Regions from separate parts of the Arabidopsis thaliana genome. Here region 1 is linked to region 2. The links are chromatin contacts, called in public capture Hi-C maps. All regions are on one chromosome and are shown on one strand. The core of a region is the stretch at or near the end of the contact, and the rest is flanking DNA. Distances in the headings are between cores, read along the strand shown.

Evidence for each region. Capture Hi-C pulls out chosen DNA fragments and counts their contacts.
Region 1: a contact with region 2 is called in a capture Hi-C map of shoot, with 2.2 times the contacts expected there. A contact is called at or near these places in 1 of 26 Hi-C or Micro-C datasets (callus) and 2 of 3 other capture datasets (seedling and shoot).

The regions. Positions count from the first base shown.
Region 1 is chr1:10,623,578-10,626,277 of TAIR10.1, forward strand. It overlaps AT1G30200 (F-box family protein), which reads left to right and starts at 1,423. Exons shown (of 2, transcript NM_202211.3): 1 at 1,423-2,700. The coding sequence starts at 1,570.
Region 2 is chr1:10,536,061-10,538,760 of TAIR10.1, forward strand. GA2OX2 (gibberellin 2-oxidase) reads left to right here and starts at 1,397. Exons shown (of 3, transcript NM_102743.3): 1 at 1,397-2,121; 2 at 2,328-2,670. The coding sequence starts at 1,709.

The sequences.
Region 1 (2,700 bases), core at 173-2,672, 88 kb after region 2:
CAACTCATGACGGAGACAGTAATACAAACACTACAGTAGTCAGTAGCCTTCTCTCTCGTTCAACTCCAACCAATAATTTAATTTTAAATGCAAAAATTCAATATATATTAAAATATTTTTAAAATCTAAGAAATCATTTTTTTCCAACAAAAAAAAATCAAATGAATAGGAAAAAAACAAGATTTTGTTCGTTCTAATTAATAAATTTATACAGTGATACTTAACAAAAAAAACTTTTAAAACCTTATATCTATTTCCGCTAAATTATGTAATTTGTCTTTTGTAAAAAGTATTGTGTAATATTTTGAATATTTATATTGCAGAATCGTTAAATTATGGAAGACTTTAGTGAAAAGAACATTAAAACTAAACTTCAATTCTTTTAGAATGACAGTTTTATATTTAGGGAAATTTGCAAGAATAACTAACAAAAACTTATAAATTAAGAAAGTAACACAAGGCAAAAATATCAGCTATACTCTCTATATTATATATAATAATGGCATATTTACTTCTTTCTCTCCACCTCATTCTAAGTCCCTCTTTCTCTTCTCTCTTTTTCATTTCTTTTTCTTTCTTCTCTCAATCTCTTCTCTTTTTCTTTTTTTTTGTATCACATAACAAACAAACGAAAATGACAAACTACAAAGTTGTATCTTAGGGTATAGTTTTTCTATACATCCAAAATAGTATAATACAACATTTTATTTCTATCCAAAATAGTACATGTTTTTACTTACAAACACTATTTACTATTTTATAAATTCAGATCCGATTTTAAGAATTCAAACTATTTTGTATGTACAAAAAAACATAGGGTTTTTTCTAAGAAATTTTATAACTGGAATTTATATTTTGGAAAAGATATAGCAAAAAAAAAACAAATAGGTGAAAACTAAAGTAAGTGTTACTAAATCATCTCACCTCCAATTCAACACTAAAATTGTCTTTTCCTTATCCTTACATGCTATTTTCTTAATTTCTATACATATGGTGCTATATTCTTAATTTGTTTATCAAATATGGTTATTCAGTTAAATCATCCTTATATTTATATATTAATTTTGTATTTAAAAAAATTAAAAACGAAATTTTACTAAAATAAAAATAGATCCAACTCCAAAATCTATTATATAATTTTAATTCATTTTTATGATATCACGGATTAAATAAGAACTTACAAAAATTTTAATATATCATAATTGGTAAAACATCTACATAATTGCGAAACTATTTATAATCAAGAGAACTTACAATTTCTTAAAATAGTAACAGTAGTTCGTAAAAAAAAAAACACCGACGCAATTGCGAAACTATTTTAATAATTAAGAGTTTTTTTTTTTTTCTCATAATCCATAATTAATTTCATAAACTCATGCAAAAATGAGATAATATCACATTTCATTAATAAAAATAAAAACACTTCTTTCTCTTTGCTCTCACTAAAAGACAAAAACAATCACGAGCCAACACCTCTTCATCTTCTCCAAATCAATCCATCAATGGAGTCTTCTCCCATCTCTCTCTCTTCCTCCTCAGATCTCACACTCTGAAAAATCCCCCAAAGCCATGTCTTACCTTCTTCGCTCCGATCCGGTTTCACGAATCCACCCAGAACCTCAATCTCTAACCTCTTTCGACCACTTCGATCTCCTCCCTGACTCTCTCCTCCTCTTAATCTTCGACAAAGTCGCCGACGTCAAAGATCTCGGCCGTTGCTGCATCGTATCTCGTAGATTCCACTCTCTCGTCCCTTTCGTTGAGAACGTTCTCGTCCGTGTTGATTGTGTTATCTCCGACGATGATTCCTCTTCCTCCGACGAGAATCATCGATTCTCTTTAAACACTGCATCGATCTCAGACGCCGGCGGTGCTGGTGGCTCCTTCTCCGCCTTGTTCCGTCTCGTATTCGCTCCAATTTTCAAACCGTTTCAAATGTTAGGGCAGATTCTAGGACCGAAACGATCGTCTTCTTCGTTCGATGCGTCGTTTTCAGCGATTAACGATGAGATCGGCGTAACGCATCACTCTCCGACTCAGGTATTGAAAAACTTCGGTGAGATTCGGTTTTTGAAAATCGAACTTCCTACAGGAGAATTAGGTATCGAGGATGGTATATTGTTGAAATGGAGAGCTGATTTTGGATCTACGCTTGATAATTGTATGATACTTGGAGCATCTTCGGTGATTCAGTCGAATTCAGTGAAGAATCATGAGAATTCGGTTGATGAAGACAATGGTAACATACCTGAGTCGTTTTACACTAATGGAGGGCTTAAGCTTCGTGTGGTTTGGACGATAAGCTCGTTAATCGCTGCGTCGGCTCGGCATTATCTTCTTCAACCGATTATCAATGAGCATAAGTCGTTAGATCGTTTGGTTTTATCTGATGCTGATGGGCAAGGTGTTTTGTGTATGAATAGAGAACAGCTTGAAGAGCTTAGAGTTACTCCTTTATCAGCTTCTTCTGCTTCGAAGAGGACGCTTGTGCCTGCGTTGAATATGAGGTTGTGGTATGCTCCGGAATTGGATTTACCTGATGGGACGGTGTTGAAAGGTGCGACATTGGTGGCTATTAGGCCGAGTGAGTCTAAGAAGGAAGTTTGTGATGCTTCTTGGTTGTCTGATGCTTTTGAGGAACCGTTTGGGACTGTGGCGAAGATGTTGATCAAGAGGAGGACTTATTGTTTGGAGATGAAC
Region 2 (2,700 bases), core at 147-2,646:
ATACGAAATTTAAATTTATTGTAAGTACTATTATTATTTGGTAATCGGAAGTTCTGATCCATAGGCATCATGTAAATACTACAATAGTTAAATACGACCACATCAAAACCAAATCCTAGGAAACACATGAGGTTATGATTTTAACCACCATACTCTTACTGGTAATAATTCACCACCGAGAAACCGGAGAGAACCTACAACCAGAAAGCACCTACATCGAATTTTGGAAGCAATAAAGATTACATTATGTATCAGAAATAATCGTTAATACATGTAACAATGAATTATTTGTTTCGAGTGCAAGGTTTATTTATCATGATTCACAGTATATCTAAAATAATAATTTTTTTGTTTAGATATATTAAGAGCTCCCTCTGGCAGTTTGATTTAAACCTAGAATTTGTAATTTGTATACTTCTGATTTCAAATTCATCCCTAAAACGGTAAAAATATATATTTCAACCCGAATGTTCAAAATAAAATTATATATGTATATATATTCCCAACCCTACATGCACTTAGATATTATTGAACAAATAAATTAAATAGAGTAAACAAAAGTTAATTACTGCGCGTCGGAGAGAAGCCTTGGCGTCCAAGTCTTACCACCGAAAATATGTCGACTTCCCATTTGCTTTAACTTAATTTGATAATATTATAAATATACTAACATTTTACTGACTCGAATACAATAATAGTGATTCCAGTAAATTATTAACTAATAAAGAATGGCAATGCTTTTTTTTTTTTAAGAATGACAATATTTCATAAGATTGGCAAGATGCAATTGTTTTTTCTATCGTGTGAATCTGAGAATCTCACTCACCGCCCAATCTATAACCCTGTTCAAGTTTAACTATTTCTAGTAGCACGTTAGAAAAGAGCTAAATATAGAAGACTTTATCGATGGGTTTTATCTTCAACAATATCTACGTAGGAATATATTTCCTGTAAAAGCATTTAGTCACGTTCCTTATTATTAATATCTTTTTAATTTCAGTGACCTAAATATTAGATTGTGGGCTTGACAATATCCCTAATACTAAATAGTAGTGTTTTCTCTACATATATTTTGTATTTTCATTTTAACGAAAAAAGAAATTTCATCAAAAGACTATAGCTTTTTCTTACATAAAGCATAACTTTATCTTGTACATTATAATCGTGAAATTGTTGAAACATTTCGAGTCAAGAATTAATTAAGTAAAACTACGACCCGTGATTCTTTTCTTCCTTTGTCGACAATCCATACGCGTGAATACGTGATTAGTCAAATGTAAAATGCAAAAAGAAAAAACATAAAACAGGACCATACCAATACCATATTCTCACTATACCAACTTCGATTTCATAAACCCAAATAAGAAAATAAAAACAAAAACTCCACGCTGTATTTCCATGTGTGCGAGATACAAGAATAGACTCGACATGCAAAATAAAAATAAATATGACCAAATAATCATATAATATCTTAGAATAAATAAATTAAAAAATCATAGTAACCATTTTATAAATTTCGTAACCTTTTCTCCGTCATCCCCCACATACCACTCCCTATAAATGCCAAGCAAAATAGCTTTCCTCGATAGTTCCTAAATCATAACTACAAAAACTTTTCCTTCTTCTTCCTCAACCTTTGCTTCAATCTTCAACAACTTTCTTTTTATAAAGATTTTGCAAGTTAAGTGTAAACCTACAAAAACCAAACATGGTGGTTTTGCCACAGCCAGTCACTTTAGATAACCACATCTCCCTAATCCCCACATACAAACCGGTTCCGGTTCTCACTTCCCATTCAATCCCCGTCGTCAACCTAGCCGATCCGGAAGCGAAAACCCGAATCGTAAAAGCCTGCGAGGAGTTCGGGTTCTTCAAGGTCGTAAACCACGGAGTCCGACCCGAACTCATGACTCGGTTAGAGCAGGAGGCTATTGGCTTCTTCGGCTTGCCTCAGTCTCTTAAAAACCGGGCCGGTCCACCTGAACCGTACGGTTATGGTAATAAACGGATTGGACCAAACGGTGACGTTGGTTGGATTGAGTATCTCCTCCTCAATGCTAATCCTCAGCTCTCCTCTCCTAAAACCTCCGCCGTTTTCCGTCAAACCCCTCAAATTTTCCGGTAATCTCAAAAAACAACGTTACATCACTTATTTTCACTTAAGATACTGTTAAAAACAAATCTTTGTTCTAAATAAATCATCACTCCTTTTCTTTATACATTTCAAGAAACAGAGCACTCTGTTTTGTTTTTTTCATCTTCTAGCTAGTACTACTTTTTTCTTCATTGAAACAATCTGACAGTTGTGAGTAAACAAATATAAACAGTGAGTCGGTGGAGGAGTACATGAAGGAGATTAAGGAAGTGTCGTACAAGGTGTTGGAGATGGTTGCCGAAGAACTAGGGATAGAGCCAAGGGACACTCTGAGTAAAATGCTGAGAGATGAGAAGAGTGACTCGTGCCTGAGACTAAACCATTATCCGGCGGCGGAGGAAGAGGCGGAGAAGATGGTGAAGGTGGGGTTTGGGGAACACACAGACCCACAGATAATCTCAGTGCTAAGATCTAATAACACGGCGGGTCTTCAAATCTGTGTGAAAGATGGAAGTTGGGTCGCTGTCCCTCCTGATCACTCTTCTTTCTTCATTAATGTTGGAGATGCTCTTCAGGTCCCTTTTCCTCTCTTTTTTCTTTTTTTT